3 separate regions of the Mus musculus genome follow, and all the other regions are linked to region 3. A link is a contact called in public HiChIP or PLAC-seq data. All regions are on one chromosome and are shown on one strand. The core of a region is the stretch at or near the end of the contact, and the rest is flanking DNA. Distances in the headings are between cores, read along the strand shown.

The links. HiChIP or PLAC-seq counts read pairs in DNA pulled down with a chosen protein or histone mark.
Region 1: an H3K4me3 HiChIP or PLAC-seq map of embryonic stem cells shows a contact between it and region 3, with 12 read pairs. The contact joins the enhancer-like site here to the promoter of Lamc1 in region 3. A contact is called at or near these places in 11 of 39 promoter capture datasets (the 3T3-L1 cell line, the C10 cell line, the HPC-7 cell line and 7 more), 17 of 115 datasets of contacts at active chromatin or transcription factors (the 230-238 cell line, astrocytes, craniofacial prominence and 7 more) and 2 of 9 other capture datasets (adipose tissue and liver).
Region 2: an H3K27ac HiChIP or PLAC-seq map of extraembryonic endoderm stem cells shows a contact between it and region 3, with 4 times the contacts expected there. The contact joins the enhancer-like site here to the promoter of Lamc1 in region 3. A contact is called at or near these places in 5 of 39 promoter capture datasets (the 3T3-L1 cell line, 3T3-L1-derived adipocytes, the C10 cell line and 1 more) and 3 of 115 datasets of contacts at active chromatin or transcription factors (astrocytes, embryonic basal ganglia and extraembryonic endoderm stem cells).

Annotation. Positions count from the first base shown.
Region 1 is chr1:152,808,312-152,812,509 of GRCm38.p6, reverse strand. Ncf2 (neutrophil cytosolic factor 2) reads right to left here. Exons shown (of 16, transcript NM_010877.5): 3 at 1,510-1,592. Among named protein-coding and RNA genes, the nearest start is that of Ncf2, 10 kb to the right of the region's middle. Within about 2 kb of position 2,454, at least 77 of the 459 cell types and tissues checked have an H3K27ac peak or open chromatin away from gene starts, as enhancers often do. A contact at or near this core is called in the HPC-7 cell line, adipose tissue, differentiating embryonic stem cells and 4 more, where this site is marked.
Region 2 is chr1:152,554,228-152,558,559 of GRCm38.p6, reverse strand. Rgl1 (ral guanine nucleotide dissociation stimulator,-like 1) reads left to right here. Exons shown (of 18, transcript NM_016846.4): 5 at 973-1,157; 6 at 4,140-4,264. Among named protein-coding and RNA genes, the nearest start is that of Gm51749, 16 kb to the right of the region's middle. Within about 2 kb of position 2,204, at least 176 of the 459 cell types and tissues checked have an H3K27ac peak or open chromatin away from gene starts, as enhancers often do. A contact at or near this core is called in 3T3-L1-derived adipocytes, astrocytes, embryonic basal ganglia and 1 more, where this site is marked.
Region 3 is chr1:153,330,129-153,334,293 of GRCm38.p6, reverse strand. It overlaps Lamc1 (laminin, gamma 1), which reads left to right and starts at 1,508. Exons shown (of 28, transcript NM_010683.2): 1 at 1,508-2,166. The coding sequence starts at 1,755.

The DNA of each region.
Region 1 (4,198 bases), core at 1,205-3,704, 520 kb after region 3:
CCTCATGTATGCCTGCAGATCAGAAGAGGGCATCAGATCCCATTACAGATGGTTGTGAGCCACCACGCGGTTGCTGGGAACTGAACTCAGGACCTCTGGAAGAGCAGCCAGTGCTCTTATCCTCTAAGGCATTTCTCCAGCTCCCATTTGTTATCCTTAAGGCGCCACCCTCTATCAAAGCACTCAGCTCGGTCTGTAAGTATCCAGCTGCTGCTGCATGACAGAATCCACTCAAAATATGCCAGCCCTGTGCCTTGTCGGGGTGACCACCTCTGCAATCCACTTCTGGTCCTTGTCACTGGTGCTGCCCTGGTTCTGACCCTCATTGTTCCTGAGGACGTCTGTGTTCACTTCCAAATTGACTTCCCAAGCACCAGTCTTCTTTGTTCATAGTCTAGAGTGACTTAATCCCTCAGTGATCTGCTTGAAAACTTCCAGGATTTTACTGTCAATTCCCCTCCCCCTTCAGGGTATCCCCCCTGCTTCCCGCACCCCAGCCTCACCACACTTGTCCAGTTTCATTGATGGGAAATTCTTCCTCTCCCTAGAACGTGTGCACACATTGGACACTTTCCTGAGTCACTGCTGTCTGGCTTTGCCTAAAATATCTGAAATCCACATTTTGAATATTATCCTTTTGATATATCTGTGTGTACATGTGTGTGTGTGTGTGTGTGTGTGTGTGTGTGTGTGTGTGTGTATGTGTTTGTGTGTGTGTTCTTTGGGCATTTGAGGGTAGAATAACACTCATTTTGGGTGTTTTGTTTGATTTGGTTTTTCTTTTTACTTACGACAGTAAATAGCCTGAAATGTGCACAAGGTGATGGAGGGAAAGGGACTTCATTATTATCCCAACATCCAGAAACAACTAGAATAGTGCATTGGCCGATGCCCTTCCAGACTGTGTAACAAATGGGTTTTGTAGTAATATGGTATTTGGAAACCATTGTTTAAATTTTGCCATCAACTGTAAACTCTATCTATCTATCTATCTAAACACACATATTTAATTTGTCTGTATTAACTTATATATCTGCTGCTAACAGTTTGTATTCTTATTTTTGTGACAGGGTCATCCTCCCAGCATCCACCCTCTAGTTTAAACTGGGTTTTGCAAACACATTCAGCATGGGTGAAGCCAGGATTGATTCGCTTTCATGATGAGCCTTGTCTTGGGACTGCTCAGTCCCGCACAGAGAAGCACAGTGAACGTCCTCATTAAGGACATTGTTGAGAGGGCTGGGTAGCCAAACAACCAGCCAGTGGCTGTTTCAGGCTCCTTGCCGCTGTGCGCTAATGATGACTTACTTACAATGAGGTCAGGCTTGCCTCCCCTTCCCAGAAAAGCCTCTTGCTTACTACTCCTTGCATAACTGCCTAGAGAAAGCAAGCCAGCCTTCCTACCCACAAAAGCTGGAGGTCCTGATTGAATACCAAGACTACAGAAGAAAGCCCGATCCATCAGGCGCTGTCACGCTCCCACAGCCTGAGTGGCAGCGGACCACTTACTTCTCCATTCTGTAGTAGAGCATTCCTCTCTGGAAGTAGGCCACTGCAGAGTGCTTGTCTCTGTTGATGCTTTTGGTGAAGGCCTGCAGGAGGAAGGGTCCATAAGGAAGTGTCAGAGTATTGCCAGGGAGAGGCAAGACTTGTGTCATAATGATTCGGCAATTCAAGGTGACAAAACTGGCCCCGGGGTACAGAGATCTTGGATCAAAATGCCCTGGGGTGTTATTTCCTCTTTGCATAGCCTGTGGTAAATTACCTAATCTTCTTGAACCTCCTTGTTTTCCTCTGTAAAATAAGTGATGGGGACAGAGAGATGGCTCAGCAGATAAGAGTGCTTGCTGCACGTCCAGAGGACCTATATACACTTCCCAGCACCCACATAGTGGCTCACAACCTACACTTCCCAGCACCCACATAGTGGCTCCCAACCATCTGAAATTCTAGTTCTACGGGCTCTGATGGCCTCTCTGGCCTCCTTGAGAATCAGGTACGCACATGTTGTCAAAACAAGCATGCCATCAAAATAACCGCTCACATTAATTAAAAAAATTAATAATAAAAATAAAATAATAGTGATATAGTTAGAATGTATATTGCATTTTCTTGATACAAATTTATTGTGTGATCATTTATATCACTAAATAACAAGTAAGAAAACATATATAATATTATTCATATTGGATTAAACAGAAAGACTATGACAGATGAGATGAGAGGCCTGGTGACAGAAAAATGGAAAGAAAGATCTTGACCAGTAAGGGTAGAAGTCAGGGATCTGAAGGTGTGAGGTGGCCTTTGGTCCAGGCCAGGTTATAAGCATCCAGGGCCTATGGCAGAGCCTTGTCTGGGAGAGCTGCCTCCGTTTGTCTCCACAGCTCTCAGCTCTGAGGATGCAGCCGCACCCCTGAGGGAAGTAGGAGGAGGCATTCCTCCCTCCAGGCGGAGGCTGGATGGGGGCCGTGCTCTGCACCATCTGCTTGCTGACCGGAAGAGTCTGAGCCTATCCAGTACCTTCCTCTCCTCCTGTCAGGATGTGGATGTGTTTTTTCACTGGCTGGTCAGAGGATGAACCAGTGTGAACTGGTTCTTTGGAGGTGGTGGAGGCTGGGGAGACGTTCTGTAGGTAAAATGCTGGCCTCACAAGCCTCACAGCCTACAGAGTCCAAGTTTAAAAACAAACAAACAAACAAACCAAAACCAAAACAAACCAACAAGGGTGGAGTCACATCACATCCTTTCTAATCTTAGCGCTGGGGAGGCAGAGACAGGCTTTCTAGCCAGCTGAACCGAATGTGCAAGATCTGGGCCAATAAGAGACTGTACTGGCTGGTTTTGTGTGTCAGCTTGACACAGCTGGAGTTATCACAGAGAAAGGAGCTTCAGTTGAGGAAATGCCTCCATGAGATCCAACTGTAAGGCATTTTCTCAGTTAGTGATCAAGGGGGAAAGGCCCTTGTGGGTGGTGTCATCTCTGGGCTGGTAATCTTGGTTCTATAAGAGAGCAGGCTGAGCAAGCCAATGGAAGCAAGCCAGTAAAGAACATCCCTCCATGGCCTCTGCATCAGCTCCTGCTTCCTGACCTGCTTGAGGTCCAGTCCTGACTTCCTTGGTGATGAACAGCAGGATGGAAGTGTAAGCCGAATAAACCCTTTCCTCCCCAGTTTGCTTCTTGGTCATGATGTTTGTGCAGGAATAGAAACCCTGACTAAGACAGGGACCCTTCCTAGAAAACAACAACAACAACAAGAAGCAGGTGAAGCTCCCGCGGAGCTGTGAGATCGAGTTCAGCAGACAAAGGCACTTGCTGTGCAATCTCAGAGATTTGGGGTCGGTCACTGGATCCAGGTCAAAATGGAAGGAGGGAACTCCACAGAGTCGTCCTTTGATTGACACATGTGCGTCATGACATACGTAGCCACCCCCACCCACATCACACACGCACATGTACACACACACACACCTAAGCAATCAAGAGGCCTGCTGGTCATGTTGAACACCTCTGATCCCAGCACTTGGGAAGCAGAGGCAGGCGGATCTCTGTGAGTTCAAAACCAGCCTGATCTGTAGACTGTGTTTTAGGATAACCAGGTCTCCACAGAGAAAAATCAAAATAAAATAAAGAGAATCGAGCATGTTCAACTCCGGGCCAGAGAAAAAGTATTTTAAAAAGATGCTGATCGGGAGGCAGAGGCAGGCGGATTTCTGAGTTTGAGGCCAGCCTGGTCTACAAAGTGAGTTCCAGGACAGCCAGGGCTATACAGAGAAACCCTGTCCCAAACAAAACAAAAAACAAAAAAAGATGCTGAAATGCCCTATCCCATACCCTTGGTGAACTTCATGACTTAATTACAGTGTGAGTTTCCTCAACTAGCCTCAGAATTCTTAAAGAAGAACCCTGCCTTGTTGATCAGACTTGTTCTTTGAGCAGGCCAAACTGATAGGATGTTGCGTAAGTTCCTGGAAGCCATAATAGGCATTTTACAACTGGATACAAGGGTTTATGGTGCAGAGAAACTTTATCCAGGAGGCGAGGTAAAAGAAAACACAAATGAAGAAGTCTTCACAAAGGGTTAAAAGATGATCTTGGGTAATAAGGAGATCTCATAAAGAGCAGAGCCCCACCCATGGGTGGCTCTGAAAACCTGCCCTGGGAGCTTTTAAAACTGCCTGCCAGGCCAGGGGCAATTAG
Region 2 (4,332 bases), core at 955-3,454, 780 kb after region 3:
TGCCTTGGGATGCACAGGAATTTATTGATTCTCCCTGATACCTTCTCCAGCCAGCATCAGTGAACATCCCTTTCGATGGAGTTGTTTTATTAGGGAGGCAGACTAGCCTGGTGTGGAACTAACACTGAAGTGTCTTTGAAGTCTTCTGACGATGAAGCGTGGAGTAATGGCCCTGCTGCAGTTTACCCCTTTGTCATTGCTCTGACTCTGCTCTAGAGAGAGGAGCTCCCCGTAACTTACAGGCAACACCCTTAGTTACTCAGGAGGTGTCTGTAGCGCACCAAGCACCCAGAGCGTATCTGGCTGTTCTTGTGCTTTGACACCCGGGGAACCTTGTGACTCCATCACCCAGTGGTTCCTGACACGCCGTCTCATTATAATTTGAGAAACAAAGGGATAACTTTATGAGGAAAGCTTTGGTCCTTGTGCCAAAACCCTAGTGATGTTTTTAAAATTAAACAGGCATTTCCCCATTAACCTGGAGACTTCTTACTCCAGATGAGTTCTAGCCTAGTGGTAGCCAGTTATGTCCTAAGTTATCAATACGGCTACTTTTAGGCTACTTTTCTGTTTTATTACCTTTGTTCATCTATTTGTGTGGGAGTCTGAAGGGCTAGCTGAAGCATGCTACAGTGCAGGCTGTCAGAGGACAACTTGTTAACATTGTGTGGGACCCAGGCATCACTGAGCTCAGTTGTCAGGCGTGGTAGAAAGTTTCTTATTTACTGTGTCATCTTGATAGCCTGGTTTTCTGGTCTTTAATTTGAGCAAATGCACAGTTAGTGGCTTGTGTTTGGATTGTTTGGAACTCAGTAAATCCTCTTCTCATCTTTCGTCTGCCTTGGTTGGATTTTCTAACAACAAAACATTATTAGTCTCCCCAACCCTCTTCAGCTACCAGCTGTGGGGTCCAGGGCCTGTCTCGAGTCCCGTAAGCATTGTGTTCACTGTGTCTCCATCTCTCCTTCCCAGTGCCATTGCTTCCATCCTGAGGGCCTGGCTTGACCAGTGTGCGGAAGACTTCCGGGAGCCCCCTCACTTCCCTTGCCTTCAGAAGCTGCTGGAGTACCTCAAACAGATGATGCCTGGCTCTGACCCAGAGAGGAGAGCACAGAACCTTCTTGAACAGTTTCAAAAGCAGGACGTGGATTCCGACAGTGAGTACCTGTTTGGTCCCAGGGAAACCTCTACTGGGCTCTGCAATGTGGGGGCTCCCCATTCATTGACTCAATAAGAAACCCTGGTACCCTCAGAAAATTGGGATAGGTATAAAATTATTGAACTGTGAACCTCAGAACCCTAAGGTTTCAGAGTGAAAAGAGGGATTTTCAAGGCTGGATTTATGATTTTAAAGATTAAATTGTAAAACCAGCTCAGAGAAGCTAAGTAATTGCCCAGGGTGCCTACTGTTACCAGGAACAGGGTTTTCTTGATTTGTTTTTGTTTTTTTTAAACTTTCTCTTATCAACATGAATGGGCTTCTTCTCTGCCTAATGTGTTCTATCAGATATAAACGGGCGACAACCAACCAACCCTGTGTGGCTGGCAAGGGTTCAAGTCCACGTCCCTCTCACAAAAGCTTGGAAGAGGTGTTCCTCCTTTTCCCTAAAAAGCATTAGTGTCATGTCCCCTGGCAGCCCCGATTGCTGACATCGACTGTCTCTAGTGACCGAATCGAAGGAAGTCTCTGAGGCTGTTTTTTCCTATTGGAGGCTGACCTCGAGCTTCCAGGGACAAATGCAGAGCCACCACTGCTGGCCATAGAGTGTGCTGGCTGCCAGGCTCTGCAGAAATTAGTCAAGAGGTTCCATCGCGCTCCAGCGTGATGATATAGCCTTTCACCGAGGCACTGGGTAACAGTTGCCATGGCAGCTGACCCACTTGGAACTTCTGGTAGGCATTTCCTTGAAGTAATGTCCGGTTTCCTCAGTGAGGGAAAGGAAATGGCTCCTAACGCAGATAAGGGATGCTACCCCAAAGCCAAAGCAAATACAGTGACTTTAAATTCTACCCGGTACCTGTTGAGTGGTTTGTATGGACTGGGGACCAGAGAAGGGGAATGCACTTGCATCATTTGGCTCAGATTGCCAAAGGCTTTGTATCTCAGATGACTTCATCTGCCGGGAATGCTTGAATACCCTGGAAGCTCAGCTCCAGCTGCCAGACCTCAGCTCCCTTCAGGGCCTCCTCCCGCCTGCCCGCCCAGCTTTGTGCTCTGGTAGAAAACGCTGCTGCTGCTGCTGCTGTTGCACTGGAGCCCAGCTCGCCCCACTGGGGCTGCCTCTGGCCCCATGCCTAATTGGGGAACCAGTGGGACCAGTCATTGGTCCTCTCCGGCTCAGGGAATGGAGGGCAGAGCTCTTTTGGCAGGCAGAGGCAGGGACTAGGGAGGTGGCCTGACCTCACAAAAACTTTTAGGCAATACCCAAGAATGAATCTTTTCCTAAGTGTGGGCAGTTGTCATCAAGAATGCTCCAGGCCCTGTTTATGAAGTATAGGCTCCATTCCTGAAGAGGAATGTTGGGAGCTTAGTTAGTTCCCTTGTGCCTCTCACCCCCCAGCCCCCATGTCATACTCTGGAAAGCAGTGAGCTTTCCTGTGTGTTTGCAAAAGTAAAACTGTGCATAGAGATTTGTACATAACCCCTGGAGACTCAGGCAGGAGCAGTGAAAGCATAGACCAGGTCCCAGAGAGAAAGGATCACAGGTTTCACACGTAGTGACATTCTAGGTGCATGCCAGATTTACAAGGAATGAATGAATGAATGAATGAATGAATGTGTGAGTGAGTGATGTTAGTCCTTACCCTGTACTCTCCTTGGCAGAAGCTGGACAGCTTCTGCATTGTTTTATAGGTATTAAAGTACATTGTAGTCATCAGGAGGGGTAGAAGGCTCCTTGAACCTTTGATTGGCACATCCGATTTCTTCTTCACTGAATGAGAAAGTGCCAGAGTTGAGTGGAGAAGTACTGACATCAGGCGCTAGCATCCTCCACTGGGTGGGATTTTAGCTCTTTGATGGGTGCTTTTGCTTTGTATCCAGGATAACAGGAATAGATAGTGAAGCTCTCCTACCAGTCCCATTCACAACAGAACGTTCAGCTCTGAGGTCCAGAGCCAGTCCTGTAATCACAGCCCTGCCACCAGAGCGGGCAGGTAGCACATGGTACTGGACAGGTAACAGTCTCACTTTGAGCACCCCATTTCTCAATGGAAGCTTTGAAGAAGCTCTATCAATTCAATATAAGATGCCTAACAGCGTCCCCCATAAAGAGAAGGAAAAGGCTTAAAAAACGTAACCAGGCAGGGGGAGTAGTAACACGGAACTGGATTTCTGCCTGGATGCCACTGTGTGCAGCTAGGCTTCCCCAGCCCCAGCAGAAGTTCAGCTTTGACTGAAAGGGACCAAGAAGTGTGGTGGGAATGAGAGGGCCTGGGAGAAGGAGACTTCAAAGAGGAGGCTGGAGCTCGGCCCTTCAGCATTTCAGATGGGCTCCTGGGCAGTGATTCCCGTTGACTTCTTTAGGCTCTGAGCTGTGTAACTTTAGGATGGATGACCAGCAGTATAGGGTGCCAGGGCATTTATTTCCAATCTGTTTCTCACCTTTTCACTCTCTATGTGAAAGCTGACAGCAACCCTTTGATTTAGCAGCATTTGAGTCTGCTCAGTATTGTTAAAAGGACTACAGGTCTCATCACATCTCTGAAACCCCAATGACCTATCCTACCTTACCAAACCTTGGCCGGCCGCCTTGCTCAGTCTTTTAGGCATCTGGCTCTCTGTGGCTCAACAATCAAGGCTTGCAGGGCTGGGGTGTAGGTATTAGCTGGTTTGGTCCTGGAAATGTTGATGGAGTTGATGGGGGCTGAGATGAGGTTGTGTTCAGTTTTGCCTCTTTAGTTTTTGCCTGGGCTAGCCTCTGAGTGATTTCTCAGGGGTCACTCAACACCTCTCTGAGCTTAATAAGAACACGAGAATACTCAGGATTGTATCTCCATTTTGCTCCAATATATCGTTCTTGTTCGTCTCTACCTGTGGTTTTCTGAAGAGTTAGCCCTTTTCTTCCTGAATGAAAGAAGTGTAGTTTGACACTATGACCAAGGCACCCCCATACTGACTGTTTTCCCATCGTGGACAGATGGACTTCTCAACACCAGCTCCTTCAGCCTGGAAGAGGAAGAGGAACTGGAGAGCGGAGGGTCAGCAGAATTCACGAACTTCTCAGAAGATCTCGTGGCAGAACAGCTGACCTACATGGACGCAGTAGGTCTTCTCACTGTATCTCAGATGTGTCTCTACTTAAAACGTGGGGTGGTGGCAGTACTGTTGGC
Region 3 (4,165 bases), core at 259-2,758:
ATCACACACACACACACACACACACACACACACACACACACACACACACACACACACACGCACACGCGCGCGCGCCCACAAGTCTCATGGTGCAGGTGTGGAAATCAGAATGTGGTTCCTGGAGATTGAACTCAGGTCACCAAGCTTGGTGGCAGGTGCTTTTACCCACTGGGCCATCTTGTAGCTATCAGTATCATTATCTTAAAAAGACTACTGATCCGGAGCTTACACTTTGCTGGTCTGCTTTGCATCTTGGGTTGGGATTAGCACAGTGTGCTGCCAAGCCCGGCTCTCAGCTGGTTCATTTTTACAGCACCCTCCCTTCCCCTGTCTGCTGGTCCTATCAGCACTGCAGGTAGTTCTGATCTGAGACTAAAACGCATGATCTTTTGGCTCGGGCTCTGGGAACTGAGTCATTCTGGCACTGACAATATTCTGTGACTCAGCAGGTCCGAAGAGGAGGATGTCAGAATCCAGATAATTTCGAGTCTTTTAAAGGCAAGCTAGGACACACAAACAACAGAGTGGAAGAATTTCAAAGCAGGTCTGCGTATCCAGGGGAAAATGTCATTCCATTCCCAGCCTTCTCACTTCCTTCCTTGCCCGGTTAAATGACAGTCACATTTTAATTTAGAGCAAGGAAATCACAAAATTGACTCTGAAGCTGAGATCGAGCCCTGTGTTCCACAGGGATCCAGTCCCTTGGACACCTCGGGATCTCTCCCCTCAGCGTGGGCAGGGCTTGCCCCGGGATACAGGAGGCAATGCCCGGGACGGCTGGGGAGGGCGAGGTCACGCAGGCCACCGCACCGTTGCGCTGTGTTCAGGCTCCAGAGTCAGGTAGTGGCTGAGCTATACCGTAAGGACTGACATCTGGTTGGGCCAGGGTCCAAGTCCTCATGAAGTCAAAAACACAGATTCCGGGCCACCTCACCCACCTGCGTCTCCCTTTAAGAACCTCCTCTTAGCCTCATACCCTCCAGGGCAAGATCCTCTAAGGTACAAGACCTGGATGAGGGTTCCCAACCCACCGAAGCCCCTACCCTCCCAGCATGCACTGCCCAGCACCCCACACCCCACGCCCCGCCCTCCTTCCCTCACTCACGCTCCCTCTCCGCCCACCTTGGGCCCCTCCCTCTTACCCCCTCGCCCAGCCCACCTCTAGTCACGCCCATCCAGAAGTCCTCCCACTTGACCCCTTGCCTCTTCCATCTCGCGCCCCCCTCCCTTTTGCTGCCGGTCCCGCCCTCCTCGCACCCCACCCTCCTACTCCACCGCCCCGCCCACCTCGCGCCCGGTCCTCTGGCTCCCGCCCCTCCCATCTCGCTTCTCTGGCCCACCGCCCTCCAGGCCGCCCCCGCCGCCGCCGGGAGTCGCTGGGGAGGACGCGTAGGGCGGGGAGCAGCTCCTGGCCCGCGTGAGCTGCCGAGGAGGCCGGCCTTGGGTTTTCTCCACCGCCAGATCCCACCCCGCCGGGCAGACCCCACCCCCTTCTCCTTCCTCCTGGGGCGCGCTCTCGAGTGCGCGCTCGGAAGTCGGGGGTCGGCGCACAGTGCAGGCTGCGCACCGGGAGGTAGCGGAGGCAGCGCGATCTTGGCTCGGACGCCCACCCATCGGCTCTGCGTCCGGCTCTCGGCCTCCAGCCCGGTCCACAGCCCGGCCTCGGCCCGCAGCGGAGGATCGGCCTCGGGATACGCCGCTAGGCGAGTGCAGCGCGGCACCCCAGCCTTTGCCGAGGGCCCGCGCGCAGCGGGATGACGGGCGGCGGGCGGGCCGCGCTGGCCCTGCAGCCCCGGGGGCGGCTGTGGCCGCTGTTGGCTGTGCTGGCGGCTGTGGCGGGCTGTGTCCGGGCGGCCATGGACGAGTGCGCGGATGAGGGCGGGCGGCCGCAGCGCTGCATGCCGGAGTTTGTTAATGCCGCCTTCAATGTGACCGTGGTGGCTACCAACACGTGTGGGACTCCGCCCGAGGAGTACTGCGTGCAGACTGGGGTGACCGGAGTCACTAAGTCCTGTCACCTGTGCGACGCCGGCCAGCAGCACCTGCAACACGGGGCAGCCTTCCTGACCGACTACAACAACCAGGCCGACACCACCTGGTGGCAAAGCCAGACTATGCTGGCCGGGGTGCAGTACCCCAACTCCATCAACCTCACGCTGCACCTGGGTAAGCGATGACAGCCCCGTCCCCACTACTCGCTCACGGTCCAGCTCCGGGGCCGCATCCATGGAGCCGCTGGTCCGGCCTGAGGGGCCTGTCCAGCCGCGTGCTGACGGTCTGTTCTCCAGCGTGGGCCACACACAGAAATTCCTTTCTCCAACTTCTAAAATTCATCTCGCTTTGAACATCCGGTGAGGGCCACCATGTCCCACGCTAGCATCTCTCTCTTTTTTTCTTACTCTTTCTAGTCCAACCGGATTCTCGTTCCGTTGATTCTTTTCTATTTCAGCAGTTAGGATTTTGGACCAACACCCCCCCACCCCCTTTTGCACCCTGAGGCGCTAATGAAACACTCATCCTGGCAGGACAGGACTATCACATAGCATGCTTACATTAGAGTCTTGAAGGTCCACTTTCAAACACTTGTCTTTAAAATGTTTGTCTGTCTCCAGGGTTGAGAATGATTGCTCTTAGTTTTGATAGGGGAATTTGAGGGGAGCAAATGCCTTTGCCGCCGGTATTTCTATGTGTAATTAAAGTGGAAGTTCACTTTTAAAGTTACTGTTCTTCAGAGCTGTTCAGCCTTAATTAGGAGCTGTTTCACTGCTAATCCTAGTTGGGAGAAAACAGAAAGGTAATGAAGACACTCTCTGTAATTGAGGGCAGTTTTGTTCCGGTGTAAAAAGCTCCAAGGCTCTCCTGGATAGTCTTCCCTTTTGCTTTGATCCGAAGCAAGTGTGGAGACAAGCATGCTTTAGAATCCAGGAGAGGGCTGAAGTAGGAGACTTCATGGCAGAGCCGTGGATGAGCAAGGCTGTGATTATCTGAACGGATCAAAGTTCCTGCTTCACCTGGAGATGTTTTCTTTACTTTTGAGACAGACAAGAGAGCAGAAAAATTTTCATTGCTGTGTTCAGTTGTGCAACATTAAGTGTGAAAAACTGATTGTTGCCCTGGGATATTTGAGAGGGATATTTTGTAGGCAGATAGTCCCCTGATCGTGGTTTCAGGGTTTTCTTTCCACTGCTCTTCATTATATTATATTATATTATATTATATTATATTATATTATATTATATTATATTATCAGGGAATTTTCTTCAGAGAAAGACTATGACTTAGAGAAAGTGCCTTGAAAGTGTAAATGACTGTGTGTGGAGGAAGTTTTAGGAGAGCAGTGTTACTGCCTCTGTAGTAGATGCTGCCTTTTTCTTTGTAGACGAGTCACCAGGCAGATGGAACTTTTTGAAAACAAGCTCATAAATGAAAATGTGAGGCATCCGATTTTCAGTAATTAAGAGTGAGTTCGGTTTTGAAAAGGACTGGAACGACATAGAAGTGTAAAAGTGATGCTTTGGAGAGATGCCTTTCTCCAGACGGCACTCCGCTTCCCAAGATCTCTGGGAGTCCTTTGAAGTAGCTTCAGAGTTTTTAAGTTCTATAACTTATGTCCAGTTATTTTTAACTTTTTTTTTATGTTTTACTTTTTTTTTGTACTCAATTCTGAATCCCCTTGAAGTCTTGCTTAATCCGTTTTCAGATTTAAAAAAAAAGAAACAAAATTCAGAGGCAAGGCCTTGACGTCTCCCAAGTGCCTGAGATGCCGTTGAAAAGTTCTGAACAATAGGCTGTCAATCTCTGCTTTCCTCCTTCTTTAGGCTAAGGAGCTGAGGTTTATTTCAGGTGATTGCAGAGGGAGAAACTAATCTCTGGCGAAGTCTCTGTTGCAGAGACATGCGCTAGGGTAAGAGGGCAGCCAGGTTGCTACTGTTGGGGGCCAGCTATATTAATTAGCTTTGGGCCATGTTAATGACGAGGCCAAAGAACTCTTCCATCTCATTAGGACGGCAACATGATATTTTCTATACGCTTGGACTTGATTTTACTGAAAAATTCTTCAGTTGGTTGCTAAATGACATTCATAAAACTGGGGCTCACTCTGGCTGTCCTGGGACTCACTATGTAGACCAGGCTGACTTTGAACTCCTAGAGAACCCCCACCTGC